Linked DNA regions of Mus musculus: region 2 is linked to region 1. The links are chromatin contacts, called in public HiChIP or PLAC-seq maps. All regions are on one chromosome and are shown on one strand. The core of a region is the stretch at or near the end of the contact, and the rest is flanking DNA. Distances in the headings are between cores, read along the strand shown.

Region 1 (5,453 bases), core at 1,481-3,980:
TATATGCATTTATAACATACTAACAAAATTGAATATTCATAAACATTTAACATATTGCAATAAAAACTGAAATGTACATAATGAAATAAAGCATAAATAAAAAAAAAATTCTCTTATTTTAACCTAAGTTTTTTTTATTATTATTATGGGGTTTTGAAATCAATTCAGAGTATCAAAAATAACAGGAAATAATCTCACATAATCAAGGCCCTCACCAGAAAAATGCTAAAAATGTCATAATTCCTGAGATCAAATAATACTAAAGGGGCATGTACAGGGAGGTGCTGATTCCCTAATTGGTTCTTGATTGTGTCACTAAAAAGTCGGAAGCCAATTGCTGGGTGAAAGGAAGAGGAGGAAGAGCAGACTCAGTGGGAGAGGAGGGAGCTCTTCTGGCTTCCCAGAAGCTTCTAGGCATGGGAACTAGAAAGATGCACAGCCTTATAAGGTCTTATGACCACCAGAACCGTTGGTCTCTGCCATCAGCAGATGGCTGAAATAGGCTAGCTGGTAAGTTTAGGGCAGGAGACTCTCTGCAGCATATGTGTTATCTGGCAACTTCTAAATTAATAAAGCTGTCTCGAGGTTTTCTTCCACAGAGCTAAGATGGACAAGAGAAAAAGAGCAGACAGCAAAGTTGATGGCTACTTGGCAAAGCTAGCAGGGAGGAATGGAACTGGTAAATTGGGACTGAGGCTTGTGGATCTAAATTGGGAGAGGTCGGAGTGCAGACAGTGCTTAGGGATAGGGTAGCATGTTTTTTGTTTGTTTGTTTGTTTGTTTTGCTTTTTTGTTTTGTTTTTGTTTGTTTTGTTTTAAATTACATGCAACAGCGATATTACAGTAATATGGAGATAGTAGCAAAAAAAGAGACCAAATGAAGGCCAAGGAAGTAGTAAACCCAGAAACGAGTTTAAATAGTTTCAATGCCCTTAAAAATAAAACAAATACATAAATTACTTTAAAAGTCAGCCATCTTTGGCATAAAGTTCTTAGAAATCTGTAGAATATATTTAGAAAATGAAAATAGAAACCTTTACAAAAACAAACACATTACATCACTGTTAATGTGAAATCTAACAGTTTAAAATTCCTCACCAAAATAATGGAAACAGTTAAAGATATAGACATTATCCCACTCTTTACTAGATTAGTGTAGCTGAGGAAGAAACAACAAATGCAAACAACTGAAACCATCCAGTCACAAAGCTTCTGCATTACAAACAAGATAGTAAAATACCAGCTCTTAGAATCACAGAAAACGTTTTCCAGGTGTCTATCTGAAAATTAAATCATAAATAGAATAAACTGAATAAAAGATTGAATGACAAGGTAACAAATTAAAATATCATACACTTCTTAAACATAGAAATACAAATGACCAGTAAGCAACTAAAAATTCAAAAATGTACACTACTTTGAGCCATTGAGTTCTCAATGAATCCTTTTTGCAACTAAGGGTTTTATTAAAATTGATAGGCTAATCAAAATTAAAGTAGATGAATTATATTTGTCTCTTAAATTTTGTATTTTCTAAATTTTGATTTTTAACAATTTCTTGTGTTTATTATCCTTTTTCTAATATATAATTTGACATATGTGTGTGTGTGTTTGTGTCTTTGCACATATTTGCAGGCAAATATGTATCTACTTGTCCTACTTCATATTTGTCTTTGTTAGAGACCTACTATTATTTAATTACATAGTACTTTAATTTTTGACAACAATTTCAAATAAAATAGAAAGTTTAATATTCAGAAATTATGAAAAGTAGAAATGAATAAAAAAATCTGACTTTGATAATTGTTAGCTTCACAAAGCAATGATATTAATATGTGAGAAGTTTCCATCCTGAAAATTATTTATCAAGAAATAGATAGTTATAATTCACAATTATGATATAAAGAAATGTATTTCTTATAATTTGAAGGAATACAAATTCATTATCCATTGTACATAATGCTACAAAGCAAATTCAAGAGAAATTTTAAATTTAATCAAGTCTTATCCATTGTTAAAGAAATATATATTTATAATCTAGTATTTGAAAAAAATTATCAATTTCTGCTAGGAAAATAGAAGTTTTGATGTATACTTGTTTTAGGAAACTTCCAAAACTTGTACTGACTTCAATTATCTCTAGATTGCTTTCCTTTAGGAAATACCAAAACGCCAAAATTTTTCAACTACTTGTTGAATCTATCTAGTAATTTCCTTTTTAAAATATTTTTATTACATATTTTCCTCAATTACATTTCCAATGCTATCCCAAAAGTCCCCCATACCCCCCCCCCCACTTCCTTACCCAACCATTCCCATTTTTTTGGCCCTGGCGTTCTAATGATTTGTACATTTCAATCTACCCAGGATCCTCACAGTCTTACCTTGTCAGGTTTAACTCTTAGGACTCCAGAAACTGAGTCTGCAGCTTCTTAGCAGTTACTTGAGAAAAGAAGTAGAAGAACTGATTTGCTTTTACAGGCTTCTCAGCAGAATCTCCGTGGATTACTGTGCTGGGCTTTTAGTAGCACAACACGTCAGTATGTCAGTGCTTACTCAATGCTATTTTCGGTTCTCCAAGTAAAATCATGAACACTGAGCCTTTTGTTCAAAGTACCATAAGGGCATTCTGATGTCCGTTCTTAGTCTGAGGTTAAAATGGAGACAGCTAAACAAGTTGTAAGATCCAACTTTCTCTCTCTCTCTCTCTCTCTCTCTCTCTCTCTCTCTCTCTCTCTCTCAATCTCTCTCTCTCTCTCTCTCTCTCTCTCTCTCTCTCTCTCTCTCTCTCTCTCTTTCTCTCTTTTTCTCCCTCCCTTCCCTTCTTATTTTTCGTGTTTTGTATTTTTTTCCTAACAACAAACAAAAGGAAGTACTCACTTGAGGTGAGGACAAGGCTACTTATGTAAGAGTTGTGCAAGTGGAGAGGACATGCCCCCTGCTTGGAGATTAGTCCAGCAAACAAATGATCAATTTAAAGCAGGGACAAAAGTTACTGAAAGGAGAAAGTCCTTCACTGTATGTGTAGTCCTTCTAGCTGCTTCTTAATTCTGGACTTTTATTTATGAATCAAATACATTACTAATGAGAAAACATCATCTAAATTATGTATTTTTTATTTCCTTTAGCTTACTTATTAAAATTATATTCATTAATTAATTCATATAATTAAAATTATAAAACTTCTATTATAAAATCAGTGTATTATTACATGTTACTTGTTCATATTATATTTCATTAAAATTGCATTTTCATCAAAGAAGAGAAATGCTAAAATAATATAAGCATTGTTTAGAAAGTAAATAATTTCTATAAAATTATTCTGAACTTGAATATGTAAATGGCAGTATACTTATGAGAAAACAGCCTCAAATTTCAGAAATAACAATTGAGACATGAAAAATTTGGGCTGCATGCACATCTTTTTTTATCCAATCCATGAAAATACAGCAGTAGATGGAGTATATCAAAAATAGTAGCTTATTGGTGCCAGAAAGTATGTGCTTTCATTTTTAAATATACAAAATTTAAATTTATTAATTTGGATCATACAAAAATTATGTGCTGTTGTAACATGCAACAAAAGTAAAGCTCTGTGTTAACTTATGCACCATAGTTATTAAATATATTTATATATTTCTTCATTATCTGATTTTTTAGGATAAGTATACCTGATGTATTATAAACATTATTGAAAAGTTTACAGTCACAAACAAATAAATAGTGACCTATTAATTCCTAAAGTTTAACTGAATACATTTCCAATGCATCAAATCTGAAATATTTCTATGCATTTATGTATACACACATGTAGATTCTTTATTTTGATACATATTATTTAATGTGCATTAAATCCAGGGTTCCTTATTTTTACTGATTACATTTTAAAAATGATCTTTGCTGAGACAGCACACTTAAGACTAAGGATTATCTTTTTTCATTCTTCCATGGAATTTTCATCGTATATTGAATATTTGAGTTTTGGCATGGTACAATAGAATAAATAAATAAATAAATAAATAAATAATAAAAGCTCCATGTTAATGAGCCTTTTCCAGCCAGGAACTGTGGTTTGTGAGTTCTGGGTGTCGGTGCCAGATTTTCCTATCAATAATACTGTGATGGAAAGGACAATTGTTAAACAGATGTCTTCTTTAGTCCTATCTAATAGGCAATCACTGAACTTACTGTAGACAATTTTAAATGCATATGTTTTTTGTGAGGAAATATTTTAAGCTGGTTAGTTCATATAATACAGTCATGAATCCACTTACCAGTGCCCCTCTACAATTTTTTTAGACATAATTTGTAGCTATATTGTCCACAAAGATTCTCCTGAAGCCTTATTGTATTGCCAAAGTGTGAGACTCTAGAAAAACGTCTCTGGTTTCCTAAATACCCTAAACAAATCCAAAATAATCAAAATCACTAAACACACCTAAGATCAACTATGATAGTTTAGGAGAAAAAGTTACAAATCTTCATATGAATTGTGTCCACATATTTCTCTATATTCTATTCAGACCATCCAAAAATATCATGTGAGATCTAGAATTGGCATCACCAGGCAGCATCATTATAATAAGTCTGTTCCATGCTCTTGTTACCTGCTTAATATAAACTCCTATCCTGACATAACTATAAATACTATACTTTATCTCTTTCACAGTTAGAAAGTAAAATAACACTGATAAACAGTTATATGACTAAGACATGTAGGTTTTTCTTTTGAGCTGAGCTTTTGTATATCAAAATCATTGGCATTAAAAAATAATGATTTTGATAATCATTTAAAACATCATTCAAAATTATGGAATCTTTTTTCTTTTGGCTGTATCCACCTGACTCCTTGAGGAAGAGATGTGCTTCATTGAAGCTATAGGTGATAGCTACCCAGAAAATTTTTTTATGAAATTGAAAATTATTATAAGGAAGATATACTCTCAGTTTATTCATGTGGATTCCACACCTGTAAAAAGCCCAAGACTTTCACACAAGGAGTTCTTGAGCATACTGTAATAGCCCATGATTCAGTCTTATTTTCCAAGTTTCTGTCTTTGTCTTTTTTTTTTTTTTTTTTTAGATAACTTTGTTTCTTGTATTTTGTGGTTAGTGTTAGCTTGACCATTTCCCCAAATGCATAAAATTTGAGTTACCTGTCTACTTATTCATTCACATGCAACATACATCTCATTTCATTGCATGAATTAATAACAATTTAGGTAATTACCTAGGGCTTGTATTTTCACTTTAATTTCAGTGATTATTGCTATTTAATTTCTATCTTAGGGATTGTTTCATTCTCTCTCTCTCTCTCTTTCTCTCTCTCTCTAACTGCTTGCTGCGATCATATGTAAGTATATGCCAGATAGCATATAACATTGTCCCAACAGCCAGATACCCAGTCTTAGCAATTTATTTATTCGTTTTTTTATTATTATTCTAATTCTTAG
Region 2 (5,817 bases), core at 1,670-4,169, 43 kb after region 1:
AGATTTTGTTGTTTGTTAGAGAGTATGACAATTCAGTACAGTAACTGTGGTTAGTGTAATTAAAGTTAGAATTGTGCTAATATGTTTCTGGTAGCTGCAGACACATTGAGTTCCAGCTGCCTAGGTCCATCTGTTTCCTTTTGGCTTAATGAGCTTATTCCAGTCAGCATACAAATATCTTTTAACTTGTATCTTGGCTTTGTACAATCCTAAGCCCAAAGCTCATATTAGAGTAATGCTGGGATACAAACTTGAGTTACACATTCACAAAATCTAACATTCTTAAGTACCTTCATAATTAGAACCCTTTCTAAATATAGTTCTCTCAAAGAAACTTTCATCATAATTAATGTGGGCAATTGAATCTTTGATGCATTGTGAAAGCCCCAGGTAGATACAGAGACAGGATCCCAATGGGTTTAATTTTTGTTCCCACATGTAGTTTTTGGCTTCTGTTGGCAGCATCTCTGACACTTTTGTACTATTAGCAAAATACACTCTTCAGTTAGTTGGTCTTTATCTCTACAAATACCTGTAAAATCTACTTTAGGAATAAAAAGAATTATTTAAGGCTACAGTTAAGACCAGACTTTCTTGGTTGTGAAGTTCTAACAGGAGATGCTTGGTTTATAATTTCATCAAGAAAAAGAGGAAGAGAAATTCCAGTACTATTTGGATTTTTCTCTCCCTTTCTCCTTTATCTTTATAAATAACAGTCTATTAATTAAGCTTAATGCATTGTCATATTATTCACCCATTTGAAATTCTTTCTGTATGCTCTTTCTTCATTGTAGTGGTTCAGATATGCTTGGCTTATACGAAGTGATACTATTAGGAGGTGCGGCCTTCTTGGAGTAGATATGGCTTCACTGGAGGAAGTGTGTCACTGTGGGGGAGAGCTTTCCTCCTACTAGCTGCCTGGGAGTCAGTCCTTTCATGGCTGCATTCAGATCAAGATGTTGAACTTTCAGCTCCTCCTGCAGCACTATGTCTACCTTCCTGATGCCAAGCTCCTCATCAACATGATAATGAACTGAACCTCTAATACTGCAAGACAGCCCTGATTAAATGTTGGCCTATATAAGAGTTGCCTTTGTCATGGTGTCTCTTCATAACAATGAAAACCCTAACTCAGACATTTATTTTCCACTCCCTGCTCACACAACTTTTGCTTTTCTTATTTTATCCATTGGCAATCATTTCTTTGAGTGAAGCCTGTCTTATAGTGTGGTTGAGTTATAAGAGTTATATCATTAAATAAAATGACTCTCCCTTCCTCAGAAGTTATCAAAATCCCAGTAGGTCTACACCTAATGTTGGAATTTTGTACCCACCTTTCCTCCCCTATGCTAGGATTTTGTTTGGTTTGAGCTTTCTCAGGTCTGGTACATGCTATTGCAATTGCTGTATTTTCATTCATTGCTGTGTATTCCCTGACTAAAGCAACCTTAAAGGAGAAAGTGCTGATTTGGCTTATGATATATGTTTAGTGTGTTAGCATCAGAAGCAGTTTACAGTCAGTCTCAGAATCCAGTGATGACATCATCCCTAGGCAACAAGGACCCTCTATTTTCCATTGTTATGGCAACTGCCATACTCCCAGCATTGGCCTTGCCTGTGCACAGTGGCGAGAGTCATTACCTGGCATCTACATCACATCCAGGCCCGAATAAAAACAGAGACTCTGGCCTCTTTCCCTCCTTTTCCTTCTCTTCCTCGATTCTCCCCCACCCCCATTCAATAAAAAACAAAACAACAACAACAACAACAACAACAAAAAAACACCACCTTATTCTCATGGGATTATGCTCACCTGGCATTGATCTGTCTGGAAATGAGCAGCCTTCCAACTAACAGAGTTCATCACAGGGGTAAAGTCAAGGCAGGATCTTGAAGCAGACATAGCCAGACATTTGAAAGATGAAATGTGTATATGCTTGCTTAAGGCTCACTCTATTCTTAGAGTAAAGTGTTAAAGCCAAAGAATGATGCTACACAAAATGAATTGGATCTTCTCACATCAATAATTATAACAATTGTTCACAAGCATGCATAGTTCAACCTTACCTGAACAATTCCTTTTTAAGACTTTGAGAAAAGTCTAGACTATGCAAGTTAAGCATGAAGAATAAGAACTACAAAATTCAAATTTCCTTTTGTTATTAACACAAACCATTATGAATATTGCTAAAAATTAAGATGATTAAAAGTTTAAAAAGCTGTTAGATTTTTTTTTTATTCTATTCCTTGGAAGGACAAAACGTACAGTTTTCTCAGCAACTATTATGTTCTTCTTTTTGACATTACATAAAGCTTTACAAAGAATACATCAGTGTCTTATTGGGTACTGCTGAAAAGATGAATTCACTGCTTGCATCAAGATATCACAATCATTTGAAACTTTTGGAAGAGATACTTCATTATGAACATGCAGGCACACACAAATGGGGCTGGAGAGAGTCGAGAGAGAGAGAGAGAGAGAGAGAGAGAGAGAGAGAGAAAGATTGCTGTAAATCCTGTGCCAGGTTACAGACTTTGTCAACAGTGTGTACTTTTATTTACAGCAACAGACATCTGTTTGTGTGCACTTTGATATTCTCTCTGCATAGTTATACAGATTTTTACATATTTTCAAAACAAATGGAATGACAAATGCAATAAAGTGCTATTACAAGTAAATACATCAAACACTCATAGTTACATTAAAAGCAGATGGATGGAAACAAGGTGTAAGATTCATTTTCCATGTTTCCTAGGTGAGCACAAAGTTCTGGATTAGCAGATGTAAGTTTACAGAGTTTGAGTCATTAAGAGATATTATGAACAGGGAGGTGATTGGCTCTCTCAGTCCCTCTTCCCCACCCCCACCCCCACCTTCAAGGCAGTTTAGAGGACAAGTGCCTGTGCCACCCTTCCAGGGACTGCAAAGTCACCATTTCTACTCAGTTTTGATAAAAGCCACAGTGAGGAATAGCCCTGCCTCACTTCACTGAAGATGTTTGTGAATATTGATTTGCCCAGAATCCCAAAAAAGGCAATATCATTGGAATTCAGTAAAGGGTTGAATGGCAATCCTTTTGCCTGGTCTAGCATTCTTTTTACATTCTGACATCTGGCGCCTATTACCAGAACAAATTAGAGCAGCTCTAAGCAGGGGATGCAGATGAGAACTTCCTGTTCTCGGCTACTGAGCCAGTAAACAGAAGAACTGAGACTCAAACAAAGCAGCCATAGAAATAGATTTGTATTGCTTGCATCGACTTAAAGTCCCTTGTAAGTAAAGCTAAATAACAGAGATAGTCTATTACAAAGTAACTGTGCTGTTGATGTTTCTGATTAATTTTACTTTATAGTAGGAAACTAAAATGATTCTGTGGGATCTCATTAAAAAAAAAAAAACAAGGATTATATCTATAGTCATGGTTTTGTTTAGTTTTATCAGAACAAAGAATAACTTTGTGCCAATTTAATCCATGCTACTAAAATGATTTAATGAATCTACAGCTATTTCAAAATTTTCATCACTTGTTAAAACTTCTTTCTATTTAGTTATCCCTATTTCTTTCTTAGAGTGTTTGTTTGTATTTTTTGTTTTTGTTTTTTTTTTGTTAATTGGTATTTTATATTCAAATTAGGTTTTTATTCTATATATTCTGATTACATTTCCCCCTCCTCAAATCCTTCCAGATAATCCCCATCACCTCTCATACTCAAAGATCCTTTGTTGCTCTCTCATTAGAAAGCACAGGCACCTAAAAATAAGAGTAAAATAGAATGAAATAAAATAAAAAATTTAAAAGAACAAAAAGCAATACAACAATAACAAAACTCAAAAAAGTCCAATAAACACATATAGAAGAAGAATCACAAACATTGGCACACACAAAAATCTCCCAAAAACGTAAGACCAAAAATCTTAATGAATAAGCAAATATAGGGCAAGGAAAAATTAATAATGCCCAGACAAAGCATGATGAGACAAAAATCTCCTTCAAATTACCATTGTTTGAAGGCATTTTGTGTTTGTCATCTATTGGTGAACATATGGCCTGAACTAATGCATTATTTTATATTCAGTGAGACTGTTAGAGGAAGTAATTTTTCATTTGTGAGTGATGATCAATTGGCAATAAATTCTAGATTTGGAATTTGAGCTTGTCTCTGCTTCCACTTTCAACTTTGAGTCCTCATTAGGCCCTGACCTATGTTGGTTCTCTGCATATTGAACCATTCTTGCATTCCTGAGATAGAGCCTACTTGATTATGATGGATGATTATTTTGATGTGTTTTTGGATTCAGTTTGGTAGAATTTTATTTTTTGAGTATTTTTTCATCAATATTAATAAGGGAAATTGTTCGGAATGACACTTTATTGGGCCTCTGTGTGATATAGGTATACGCATAATTGTAGATTCATAAAATGAATTGGGTAGTGTTCCTTCTGTTTCTATTGTGAAATAGTTTGAAAAGAATTGGTAGTAGGTCTCTGAAGGTCTGATAGATTTCTGCATTAAAACCATCTGGTCCTGGGCTTTTTTTTTTTTTTTGGTTGGGAGACTTTTAATGACTGCTTCTATTCCTTTAGTGGTCATGGGACTGTTTAGATGTTTTATATGATGCTGATTAACTTTGGTACCTGGTATCTATCTAGAATACTGTTCATTTCATTCAGATTTTCCAGTTTTGTTGCTGAAAGGCGTTTGTAGTAGAATCTGATGATTTTTTTTTTTGAGTTTCCTTGGTTTCTGTTGTTATGTCTCCCTTTTGAGTTCTCATTTTATTAATTTGGATACTGTCTCTGTTCCCTCTGGTTATTCTGACTAAGGGTTTATCAATATTGTTTATTTTCTTAAAAGAAAAAAACAAAACAGATCCTGGTTTGGTTGATTGCTTGTATAGATCTTTTTGTTTCCACTTGGTTGATTTCAGCCCTGAGTTTGATTATTCCCTGCTGAAAACTCCCCTTTTTGTTCTAGAGCTTTCAGGTGTGCTGTCAAGCTGCTAGTGTATGCTCTCTCCAGTTTCTTTTTGTAGGTACTTAGAGCTATGAGGTTTTCTCTTGCCACTGCTTTCATCATGTCACATATGTTTTGGTATGATGTGCCTTCATTTCATTAAATTCTAAAGCCTTTATTTTTTTTCTTTATTTCTTCCTTGACAAAGTTATCATTGAGTCGAGTGTTGTTTAGTTTCCATGTATATGTGGGTATTCCACTGTTTTTGTTGTTATTGATGACCAGCCTTAATCCGTGGTGATATGATAGCATGCATGGGATCATTTCAATCTTCTTGTATCTGGTGAGGCCTGTTTTGTGACCAGTTATAAGATCAGTTTTGGATAAGGTGCCATAGGGTGCTGAAAAGAAGGTATATTCTTTTGTTTTAGGGTGAAATCTTCTACAGAGATCAGTTAAATCCATTTGGTTCATAATTTCTGTTAGTTACACAGTGTCTCTGTTTAGTTTGTGTTTCCATGATATGTCTATTGCTGAGAGTGGGGTGTTGACATCTCCCACTATTATTGTTTGAAGTGCAATGTTTACTTTGAGCTTTATTAAAGTTTCTTTGATGAATATGAATGCCCTTGAGTTTGGAGCATAGATGTTCAGAATTGAGAGTTCTTCTTTGTGGATTTTATCTTTGATGAGTATGAAATGTCCTTCCTTATCTTTTTTGATAACTTTTGGCTGAAAGTCTATTTTATTCAAAATTAGAATGGCTACTCCAGCTTGTTCCTTAGGATCATTGGAAATTTTTCTTCCAGGCTTTACTCTGAGGCAGTGTCTGTCTTTGTCACTGAGGCATTTCCCCTATGA

What was found. HiChIP or PLAC-seq counts read pairs in DNA pulled down with a chosen protein or histone mark.
Region 2: a contact with region 1 is called in an H3K27ac HiChIP or PLAC-seq map of neural progenitor cells, with 2.5 times the contacts expected there. The contact joins the enhancer-like site here to the promoter of Cdh19 in region 1. A contact is called at or near these places in 3 of 484 Hi-C or Micro-C datasets (cerebral cortex, forebrain and nephron progenitors), 2 of 115 datasets of contacts at active chromatin or transcription factors (astrocytes and neural progenitor cells) and 3 of 9 other capture datasets (adipose tissue, liver and pancreatic islet).

Annotation. Positions count from the first base shown.
Region 1 is chr1:110,974,863-110,980,315 of GRCm38.p6, forward strand. Cdh19 (cadherin 19, type 2) reads right to left here and starts at 2,731. Exons shown (of 12, transcript NM_001081386.2): 1 at 2,385-2,731.
Region 2 is chr1:111,017,717-111,023,533 of GRCm38.p6, forward strand. No RefSeq gene overlaps it. Among named protein-coding and RNA genes, the nearest start is that of Cdh19, 43 kb to the left of the region's middle. Within about 2 kb of position 2,920, at least 18 of the 459 cell types and tissues checked have an H3K27ac peak or open chromatin away from gene starts, as enhancers often do. A contact at or near this core is called in neural progenitor cells, where this site is marked.